Linked DNA regions of Mus musculus: region 2 is linked to region 1. A link is a contact called in public Hi-C data. All regions are on one chromosome and are shown on one strand. Each heading gives the region's core, a stretch centred on a gene start, on an enhancer-like site or on the middle of the called end of the contact. The rest is flanking DNA. Distances are from core to core; before and after follow the strand shown.

Region 1 (5,922 bases), core at 3,099-5,598:
AGAAGGGAAAATACATTACCATTTTAAGAGAAGCAGAAAAAAACATTTGTCAAAGCTTCACAGGCATTCATTACTGCACTGAGAAAACTAGTAATAGAATTCCCTCAAAAGAGTAGAATGTATTTATGAAAACAATCTATAGCTAACATCACATTTGACTAGAATATTTATACATTTGCATGATAGTTTGAAACAAAGCAAAAACACCACTTTCACCACTTCTACTCAATGATATAATGAAGCCATTGGGTGACCGATAGACACATAAAAAGAATAAGAGGATAAGGAGCAGCGTGAGGTTAAGGGAGTGAAGGGGAGCAGTGTAGAAAGGGGATAAATAAGAACCCAGTTTACTGACAGCATGAAAGCACGGGGGACACCACACTTTATATGTGGACTTCAAACCAATCATTAAAAAGAAAAAAGGAAGCCGGGCGTGGTGGCACACGCCTTTAATCCCAGCACTTAGGAGGCAGAGGCAGGCGGATTTCTGAGTTCGAGGCCAGCCTGGTCTACAAAGTGAGTTCCAGGACAGCCAGGGCTACACAGAGAAACCCTGTCTCGAAAAACCAAAAAAGAAAGAAAGAAAGAAAGAAAGAAAGGAAGGAAGGAAGGAAGGAAGGAAGGAAGGAAGGAAGGAAGGAAGGAAGGAAGGAAAAGAAAAAGAAAAAGAAAAAGAAAAAAGGAAAGTGGATGAAGAGGATAGAAATGAGTTCAAAAGTAGGCCAATGGACATATGACCATCACATCCAGGTAGGATCAAAAACTAGTGGGGGGTTAAGTTATTTAATAGCCGCTCCTTGGGAAAACAGCTTACATTGTGTAAAAAGATGAACTAGAATTCTTTGCCATATCTACAGCAAATTCTATTAAGCAGACATGATAAGATGATACTATTGCTGAAGACAGCATGTACTGCAGACACGGGACTTAGAAGAGTCAAGTCCAATCATGATGAAATCTAGCTTTCATAATACAGCTGCCAAGGTAGGAAAGCACTCTCCTTCGTTTTACTGCGCATAAATCACAACCACCATGAGACATTCCTAAAGGTACAATAGTATCCAGATCTTGGTGGTAATCAACATCTGCCTAATTGGACTTAAGGTCCTTCCAACAGGATGAAAATCATGCCTCCTACTGGAAACCTAGCCAACTACCTGGTGATAGGAGGTCATGAGAAGAGCCTGCTACAGCACTTCACTTTACTTGAGAACATATTCTTCTGCACAGAGACAAGTATAACTCTCAGTACTCATCAAAGAAGCTTCTCCATACGGCAAATAGAGGCCATCACAGACAACTAGAACTGGCCATAATGCAGAGCAACAGACCATGGGGAGCCCAACTCCAGCACACAAAGCTTCCACATAACTCCTGCACCTAAGGCTCAGGGAACATTAAAAAGAGAGATAGAAGGTGGTAAAAGATATCCAGAAAGTATGCTGCTGTCAGCTTGTGTTTCCTAAAAAATGGCAGAAAGAGGTACAGCCATGATACCGCAACAATGTGGCTGCACAAACAAGACCTAAACAATGACACCACCAATAGACAGGCTAATGAGAGGGGTAAATCTCATGGGAGGCAACCCCAGACTAAAACCAAACAAACAAAAAACCTGCAAATAATTAATGAATGCTAAGAGGAGAATTATTCTTTCCCTAATTGGTTATCCAATACAAAATGGTCAACCCTGAAATCATCTTCACAAGCAATAATGAATAGTCTCAGCTGGTTGTATTTATGGTGTGTGTGTGTGTGTGTGTGTGTGTGTGTGTGTGTGTGTGTGTATACAGGGGAATGCGTGTGTGAATAATAATGAAAGAAAAAAGCCACAAATTAGAGAGGGAATGAGAATGGCTTGGAGAGAGGAGATAGGAGGGGTTGAAGAAAGAAAGGGCAGAGGGGTTAATAGTATAATTATACTTTAATTAAATTAAAAAAAACATTTAAAAAGCTAACAGCTGAAACTACAAAGTATTCTGGATTTTGAATGAAGAATGACTTCTCAATCATGGCCAAAGAAACAAAAAACTAAACAGAAAATGAATCTGAGTATATCAAAATAAAAATGTCTACTCAACAAAAAAACAGTAGGCAGCAATGAAGGGTAGCTCGTTATTTTCAATTCACAGTAACAGTAATTCAAATAACTGCTATACGCAAGGAAAACAGCTTAGGTTTAACATAACTAAAAAAGTGAAAATTACAACCAACCACCTGGTATGTGCACACCACATCCACAAAAAATAATAAGTAATGACTAAACCCAAAGCAGCAGCACCTCGTATCTACCACACTACCAGAGCGTCTCAATTACAGAGCGAGCATTAAGGAATGAGTATGATACGCAATAGTAAGAACCATGAAGTACCGGTACTCTAGGGAGGAGTAGAGGCAGAGAAATCTTTTAAAGAACTAGTGAGACAAAGTATAAACACTCTATGACATATTTATCTCTACCCACATATGAAGACTACAGAGAAGCCTTGCATAGGCCATAGGAAGACATGTGAGTTCACTGATTCTCTAGAACCATGAGGCCTTTTAGTTTAGCCTTGACTGCCAGTTACTAAAGAAATGTTGAATAAAGCAGAAATAACTAAGGAAACAAAACTGAAACACACTAGGGACTGCATTAGTCTTCTGTTGTTGTTATAACAAACAGCCATAAGTAAAGAGGTGAGATAACACGGTGCAGTGGTTCAGAAGAAAACTGGAGAGTTGTTCACTAAAGCTGCTGGCAAGACTCTGCCCTGTGACTGGAAGACCAACACCCGCTTTGGTACAAATTGAAGACAATATCTAAGTTCTAAAGGTTACTAGTTTTACTGACTCAAACCTCTTTCCTCCATCTTCAAATATAGCCATGGCCTCTCCTGCTTTGGATTTCTCTTCCTTCTTCCACCTAATCTCTTTGATCCAGACAGAAAGATTCTCCACTTTTAAAATCACAAGAGTTAACTGCGCACACAGAGATAACTAAGAATAATCAATGCCCATAACTTCAGTCACATCTTCAAAGTCTTTTCTGCCACATAAGGCACATGAACAGGGGAGGGGCTCATGGAGCCATACCCTTACTTAAGGACCTTGTGGGTGCTGCTGCCAAGGAAGAGGCGGTTTTCTTCAGAAATGTGGCCCGGCCCCTGAAATCTCCCCATGCTCCAGTGGATGGTGTAAGCCCATGGACACACAAGCAGCTCTTAGAGGACTCAGTTTTTTTTTAATTTTTATTTCTTTTCAAGCACACATAAAGTTGGGAGAGAAAATGGTGAGAGAATATGGGAGGAATTAAAGATTAAAAATTGAGCGTAGAGTTGCTCAAAATATAGGTTTCTATGAAACTCTCATGTAATAAGGAATAAATTAATTTAAAAGTATCTTTATAAACAAAAATATAATTCTGGATGGATATGGAGAGGTTTGTATAAGTAGGACAATTGAACTGTGCTTTAAATTAAAAAAAAAAATGGATAGACACATCAAAGCTCATCCTCACGTAATCTTGGTGCTGCCTAGAGTGTCCTTCCTGCAGATACAATTTACAGGCTTAGTAACTCCCTTCAAGTGTAAATGTTAAGTACGGCCTTTTCCAACACACTATTTAAAATTGCTAACTTCCCCCATTCCTTAAATTTCCATTTTCCACTTCCTTTATCTTGATTCCTTTCCATAGCTGTAACCAGCCCCACAGAAATACAAACCTACGGCTGCAGAACTCATATTTAAGTAACGGGCGCCCCCTAGAGTTCTGTGCCCTCAGATGCACAAGCCCATAGTTCCAATCCTATGCATTGTCCCAACTTAAATCTCAGTGAGAAATTTTGACTACTTAGAAGCTAAGGGTTAAAACTTTTAAGTATATTCAAGTAACACCAAGTCGACTCTGTGTGTATACTTGGGCATCTGTGTGTGCTTGTGTAGGTAAAACACTAGCAACTAAGGAAAAGCGCTCGTGATTTCAAGACGGAGCAACTGAGGAGTGCACATGGGAGGGGGAGGGAAAGGGAGAAATAATTATATTTCGTTTTTTAAATTTTAACTTGAAGTACAAATTTGGAAGCATCAAAAATGACTTTTCCATATCTTTACTTAAATAGCATGATTCTGGAAACAAATTCACTGGAGATTCACTGCACAGTAATAGTCTGAGAAGAAAACAAGATAAGCTGATGTCCAAACAAAATCAGTGACAGACCTCCACGGAAAATGAAAGGCTGGATGCAAAAGACGACCCTGTGATTGAAGAGACCAAAATCACAAACAAATGAATTATGACAAGCAACAGGAAAAGGTTTAGAAATGAGATTTCATTGTTCACACTTGAGATGAGAGATAACTGACAGTGCTGTCTGCTTGGCCAGAGGATGCAGGAAACTAACACTGGGAGGGACTGAACACTCAATACTCAAGAGTTTAATACTGAAATGTTTGTGGAATTGAGGCAAGAATAAAACTTGCACTTGAAAATACAAATTTGGAACATAAAAACCTCAGGACTAGAGACACATATTTAGAGATAAATTCCAGCATTGAATATGTACAGGCCACCGGTGGTTTTATTTTCCAATCACAGTTATAAACATATTCTAAACTCTAAACCAGCTCTGCCGTGATGGTTTGGCTGGAGCAGCTTTGAATTGCAAATATTTTCAGGGTGCACTTCTGCCATCTGCTGGCAAAAATGATAAGTACGGGTTTATTAACAAGCTGAAGTCAATTATAAATATATTTATAGGGGTCTGAAGATGGTGGGGCATGCTTTAAATCTCAGTACTTGGCGGGCAGAGGCAGGTGAATCTCAACCAGCCTGGTCTAGAGAGTAAGTTCCACAACAGCCAGGGCTTATAGAAAAAGCCTGTCTCACAAAAAACAAATTCATCCTTCAATTCTTTTTTAATTACTGTTTTTCTTTTTACTTTTATCTAGTACTGACACATTCAAACTACATAAATGGGAAAGTATTATTCATGAAAATATAACGTTCCCCACTCCTCAGGCCTTTCCCGGTTCACTTACTACATCCTTCAATACACATTAGAAGACGGCTAACTATCTATGAACTTAAAGATAGTACTAAAATTTATGCTGCCAAGTTTCATTGCTCTCAACATCTAACAGCTAAGATTGCCTTTTTAGATAACTAGAGATTATGTTGGTACAGAAGATTAACAGAAGAGAACTGAATGCTATAAATATAATCTTGCATATAATAATCAAGTGTTATAAATAAGCATCTCAAGCCAGTAAAGGAAAATATTTATCACTCAGTAAAAAGTCTAAGAAGTAGGATAATCATATTTTAAAAGGATAATTCTGTACCTACTGCCACACTGGTAGAAATTTCAGATAAATCATTATTTTATAATTTAATGATACCGTATTTAGAAATCTTGAGAATGTTTTAATTTTGGTAAATATGGTTTTAAAATAACCTTAATAAAGTAATTAATTAAAAATAATCCAAATAATAAACATAAGTAGCCAATAATCATAAGAAAATGTCCAACATTACAGATTTGGAAACAAGAACAATTTGTATTCACTGAGACTATTATACATAAAGAGAACTAAAAACATGTTCACACAGAAATTTAAAAGTGTTAATAGCAGCACCACTCATAATAGGAAAAAATGGCTATGACAATGAAAACAGATGCAAAGCCTTTCATTTGGTGAATAAACTAACAAAATGTAGAATGCCCATATAACGAATCACTCCTTGGCCTAAGAATGAATGAATTTCTGGATAGTGAACAAACCCTAGAAAAGGATATGGTAACTTAAAGAGTCAGAAATAAAAATCCACCTATTTCATGATTCCAGTTTTACAAAATGTCTGCAACGGGCAAAATCATAGAACAAGAAATAGATTAAAAACCACTGGAGGGCCAAGGAGAGAAGAGGACAGAGAACAAT
Region 2 (5,922 bases), core at 1,636-4,135, 410 kb before region 1:
GAATGTTTTAGTATCATTGGCTAAGCCTCCAGGCCTTTAGGTAGTTCATTAAAATGGAGATCTGTCTTCAGGCTATATGATCTGTAGTCACATCCTCTACCTGTGGAGAGGCTTGGGGCGTTGCCCTTATGTGACTGATGGCCACAGAATTATGGAGAGCTGCAACCATGTGTCAGGAGCCTGGTGTTAAGGAGTGTGGCAGGGTTATCCACTGCAGGGTCTCCAGGTTTCCAACCTAGCTCAACCAGAAATCAGGCTGCCTTTCATAGTCCTACAGTTGTTGTTGTTTTGTTTATAGAGAAAAGGGTCAGAGGACTGAGATGCTGTAGCAGAGATGGAAACAGAAAGTAGCAGGTGCTAGGAATGATGATAGTTGCCCCAAGGGAAGGAGACTTTCTGAGTGCTTCATCAATGTTACTGCTTGGGGTTTACACAAAACAGGCCGCCAACAAAGCTGCCCTCTAATGTGAGAAAATGAAAAAAATATATGGACCATCAACTGCTGTGGGGAGTCAGTCTCTAAGATGAGAAAGACAGGCCGATGGAGGTTTGTAGATGTCTGAAGGTCATTGCCACTGAAGCAGTTAGTATGAAGTTCTATAGCTACACAGAGCCAGTGGTAAATCGGATTCCAGGGCTTCTGTTATAGACTCATACCCTTTTAGTATCATAAGTCAAGAATGAGAAAAGGCAGACAGTTTCACCTAGAACTTCTAGATTTTGTAGAGTCCCATTTTCTCAACATACAAAATCTCCAAAAAACACTGGAGCAGAATCTACAAACTAAAGTTCATGCTCTGGGTTCTACTTTATTTTAAAACACAGTAAAATACAATTTTATTTCTAACATTAATAATTAGATGAGTTCCCATAATAACCTGCGTCTTTGAATGTTCTGGAAAAAGCCAGTGGCTCTGTAGGAAATGCAGTAGGAGCTTCCTCATCCTGCAGATGAGATATAAGTGGGCTGCCTCACACACCTGCCAGACTTTAGGTCACACTGTCAATTTGGCCTAGAGTTTGCAACCCCTGGGACCAGGGGTTGGGTGGGGAGACAGAGTAGAGGTCAGAACAGACTCTAGAGCCCCTGGCTGACAGTTGAGATTTTATATTACAGAGTGCAGGGAGGAAAGTGGGCAGAAGAACACAGAACAAGAAGAATGAGAAGAAAGCCAAGGTCACAGAAGCAAAAGGTCTTGTCGAAAATCCAGGGACAGAGTTTTCGTCTATTTCTGGATAAAAGAACAGGATGTGGGAACCAAAACTGTGGTCAGTTCTCTAATGCCACCCAGCACGATGACTTAGGCAAAGCATCCTCTTTCTATTTTTAACTAGATGGAGCTGCGTCAGAGGACCTTGCTGCTGACTAATCTTGTCAAAGCGTCTTTTTCTGAATTGCATAAATGCCATCTACACAGGCTGAGGAACATTGGAGACGAAAACTTTAAAGTCGGCTGCACACGGGACACACTATAAATAGTGTTCTGAAGAGGAGCAGGGTGTTCCGGGTCATGGCTCTCTGGAAGTTCTCTAGGATTTCATGGTTGAGCCACACAGACATGCAAGAAGTCATTCATTGGTTTAAGCTGAATTAATGGCCAGTGGGTTCCCCCCCCCTCATTCAACGAGGGCTGCCTTTGTAGTGTAGATGATAGAAAAATGTATGCATATTTTCCGGCAAAATTATTTTTCTACTTGTATACCCCTTCACTAGTAGTAGGCATTTCATTGGAGGAAAGCAGTCGAGAATGGTTGCAAAGAGCTTTATGGCAAGAGTTACATCCCAGCCAACAACAAGACTTTAGTGACAGCGGTGTGCTAGGTGGTTATGGGCTGTACCCTATCACAGTTCTTTGATGGGGGGGGGGATGGATATTGTGATATCTAGGCTCTACTGCATCTCCATCCCATCCCAATACTCAAGCTCACAGATAGGGAAAGCTCTTGGTGCAGCCTCGAGTGCCAGGGAAGAGACAGTGCCCAAACTCAGCTGCCCACAGCTACCCACTCACTGGAGTTGGTGTATAAATAAATGCCTTGACCCTTCAGTGCAGTTCCATAAGCTCTTCAACACAGAATGGGAGTGGGGGGGGCAAGTTCTGCCAAACGAGGACTTATAAGTGAGAGTAGGGTTTGTTTTGTGTGTGTGTGTGTGTGTGTGTGTGTGTGTGTAGCTGACTCTCTACCTCTTCCACACAGGCAATCAAAGACTGAAAGCGTTCAGAAAAAAACACAGTGCATCTATTTGTTTTGTTGTTATTGCTGTTGCTGTTATTAACTTCCTGAATAATATACATAGACACAAGCAACATACACGCTGCTTGTATTGCATGAGATATTATTATTAGCAATTTAAATAATTCCTTTAAGTAAAAGTGCTGAGTTCACTCAGAGAATGTTTAAGTAAATGACAGAGCAGAGCCTATATAAATAGGATAGAAAGAACAGTGGTCACACACAAGTTACTGAAGCTGGAGAAGCGTGGCATTGCAAGGGACTCACCTAGGGGACACCCAAATGAACCAGGAACATCTTGCATGGAGTTTGTTGGCTCTACTTTGAAAGCAAATTATTTCCTCCAAAGAAGCTATAGAGACTTGTGGTGTTCTGCCTTGGATCAGTCTTGAGGAATTCCTGGTCTAGGTCCTTCATCTCCTCATTCAATATACACACACAGACGCGTGCACACACATATATGTATACACATACACTCATATGTATCTATGCATATTTATACACACACATACGATGAGGTCTCATTCTTTAACCCTTGCTAGCCTGTGTAGACCAGGCTGGCCTTGAACCTGCAGCCATCTTCCTGCCTTTGTTTCCAAGTGCAGGAATCACAGACACACCCTAGCGCACCCAGCTGGCATGACGTGTTCTCCAGGAAGCTGTGTGCTATTGACAGGCTGACTACTAATTACTGTGGTAGATAAGCGAAGGAGTAAGACATATGTTCTCTATTCATAAGAATGTTAAAATCTAGCTGGAAAGCCAAGGTAAATTATTCACCCATGTGTGATGTATTATTAAAAACCACATATCTGAATACAGAGGAATGAGTCATTATCATAAATTGGGATAATCTGGAAAGTCTCCATTCATTTGCTTTTCAGAGATAGAAAAAAATCTATAGCTGTCGTGCTCTCTCTCTCTCTCTTTGTGTTTTGATCACTCAGGTTTCTGAAAGACAGCCAAGATGAAGTAGGAGGAAAGGAAGGTTTAGGCACCAGCTCTGCTTCAAGCTCATTAGGAACGGTTGATCCAAAGAGCCCAGTAGAGAAAACATGCTGATGTACTGTGCAGCAAAGACCTGCGTTCAAGTCTGCTTCTGGAACAAGCTTCTCTGTGCTTCAGTTTCCTCATTCCTAAAACTGCAATACCATCAGAAATTTGGTGAGATGTTACACTCAGTAATGTGCCCGACACCCAGCAAGGATAGTAAGACTTACTATGTTTTCTGGGAAGAGCTGATTTGAGCCAGGAGGGAGAAGGACTTGGGTCACCTCACAACAGCACCTGAATAATAAACTCATTCTCTAAATTCTGAGTTCAGCATTTTTTTAAAAAAATTCATTACATCAAGGATTTTGAAAGAATATGTATTTTCTTCAACATATTAATGCATCCATTTGCAACACACGGGGCCTTATTATTCCTGTATAAACACTTTTCTATGACGCTTTCCTTTTCAAAACAATTTCGATTGATTTCTTTCTCCTCTAATTAATATATCATGTTTACAGCCAGTGCACCGCTTGCTGTGGAGAAGCAAGACTTCAATTTTCAGGTCGTCTGCCACTGACACCACACTCTGGCTTTAAACTGTATGAAATTACACATGACATTTAGAACTGAATAACGGTTCCAATTGCCTCTGAAAAAGAACATTTCTTTTGACCTAATGTTATCTTCCCCCCCTTTCAGAAAATAAATCACACTAATACCCCAAGAGCTCCTGTTGTTCTTTATGTTTCACTGACCAACCATGAAAGAGGAAGCCAATCAAATGCCAAGACTCAGGCCACCTTTGAGGTTCTCTCCAGCGGACTGCTGTCTCCCTAGGATCCTAGGTTTGAAGAAGTAGCAGTTTCCTTGGAGATTATTGAGCTCGGCCCTTTGAGAGATGATCTCTGAGCCGGGGTGGGGTGGGGGGGATGGGGAGGTCACTTGTAAAGTCAGCCAGCTAGCTGGCATTTAAAACAAGGTGTTGGGGAAGATCTGGGAGCATCTCTGTTTCTAACTTAAAAGACTCTCCATGATACCATGTCCTGTGCCATCCACGGACTTCTCAAATGCCTTTCTGCACTATCAGGTGTTCAGTTACATCATGCAAGCTCAACACAGCCTACTGCTTGCTCTTCCAGTAAATGTTTACTGGAAGGCAAACTTGCTCATGCAGCCATTGTGATTATAATGACAAAGTCAAGTCATTGCACCGGAGACTGTATGAAGGCAAAGCCTCAACTATTTGCCACCTGGACTGTCACAGAGGTCTGCTGTCTCTCAGGCCTAGTCAAAAGTCCTTCTCCACTGTTTTTACTCTGTGTATCAGACTTATTGCCAGAAGTTGAAAAAAAGAGGGTAACAACTAGAGAGAAGAAAACCAGAGGGGCCTGCATTTATTTATTTAACTTGGAGGGGAGATGTTCACCAGCTTTTACACATGTCATCTCATTGAGTGTCTATGGGGCGGATTGCTATGTCTTAGCTATACATATGGAAGCAGGCTCAGAGAGACAAGCACTAAGCTGCTTACATTTATATCACTAATGCTTAGCACAGGGATTCGGATCCAGCTTTCCCCAGTCTAAAAATCTGTTCATTCTATCATACTGTGTAGTTTTACAAGGTTGCCTTCACCTTTACAGCAAATTTATCTATCATCCCCTAAATTTAACAAAAAAAAATGTAATCAAGTTTAATCATCTAAACAAAGATACATTTAGCAGCAAGTCATGTTTATTAAATGGATAAGAATAGACAAAATTGTCTATCCTCACGAATTCACACAAGTAAGCAATTGGACCACAGAGAGGGAGGCAGTGTATTGGTTGGCAGGCAATTAGCATTTTGTGTTATTGAAGAAATTCAATGGCTCATCAATAGTAGGTGGAAGTCCTATGTGTATAACCAGTTACACAGTTAATTACATAGACACCACGTAGATGCGCTTTTACTTAATCAACAATCCCTCTTCTCCAAGGCTTAGTAAAATTCTCCAGATGAGTGTGTACTGAGGTTGCTTAATCATCTCAATTATTCACTTCTTTAGAACATATATTCCCAGGGCATGAATGCAGGTTTGGAAATTTGGAATTTCCTTTTCCTTTTTTGCATATGCACTCACTCCTTTCTGTTGCTGCTGTTGGTGGTGGTGGTGGTGGTGTGTATGTGTGTGTGCACATGTACACACACACACACACACACACACACACACACACACACACGTAAAGGTCAGAGGACAGCTTTTAGGAGTTAGTTTTCTCCTTGCACCTTGTCAAGGCACTATCTCTCTTGTTTTTGTAGCCCTGCATACTCCATGATAGCTGGCCTGCAAGCTTCCACTGATTCTCCTGTCTCTGTCTCCCCTCTGGCCTAAGGAGTATGGGGGTTGCAAATGCAAGCCATCACATCTGGCTTTTATGGACTTAGGAGATCAAATTTAGATGACATGGCTGTCACCTCTGATCCTATGCTGGCAACTTTGACACTGAGCCAACTCTAAGATGGAAGAGCAAGTCAGCAAGGGCTGCATGTTTGTCTCTGTCCCCCAGAGACCTCCCTGGTTTCTCTGAATCTATCCTTTTCCATAAATAAATGTATGCCATGGTCAGAGAAGCATCATTCCTAGCCTTTGCTAATGAGCCTGGAAGATTTGAGGCAGCACACACCACACTGTATACTTCACCATCCACA

The links. Hi-C and Micro-C count contacts between places; a contact is called where the count stands out from the background.
Region 2: a contact with region 1 is called in a Hi-C map of cortical neurons. The contact joins two enhancer-like sites. A contact is called at or near these places in 1 of 39 promoter capture datasets (the 3T3-L1 cell line), 3 of 484 Hi-C or Micro-C datasets (bone marrow-derived macrophages, cerebellar granule neurons and cortical neurons) and 3 of 115 datasets of contacts at active chromatin or transcription factors (the NIH/3T3 cell line and embryonic stem cells).

What each region holds. Positions count from the first base shown.
Region 1 is chr15:39,360,042-39,365,963 of GRCm38.p6, reverse strand. All of the region lies in intron 5 of Rims2 (regulating synaptic membrane exocytosis 2), which reads right to left. Among named protein-coding and RNA genes, the nearest start is that of Rims2, 160 kb to the right of the region's middle. Within about 2 kb of position 4,348, at least 10 of the 459 cell types and tissues checked have an H3K27ac peak or open chromatin away from gene starts, as enhancers often do. A contact at or near this core is called in cortical neurons, where this site is marked.
Region 2 is chr15:39,766,519-39,772,440 of GRCm38.p6, reverse strand. It overlaps a transcript of Dpys not described here. Among named protein-coding and RNA genes, the nearest start is that of Dcstamp, 24 kb to the right of the region's middle. Within about 2 kb of position 2,885, at least 17 of the 459 cell types and tissues checked have an H3K27ac peak or open chromatin away from gene starts, as enhancers often do. A contact at or near this core is called in cortical neurons, where this site is marked.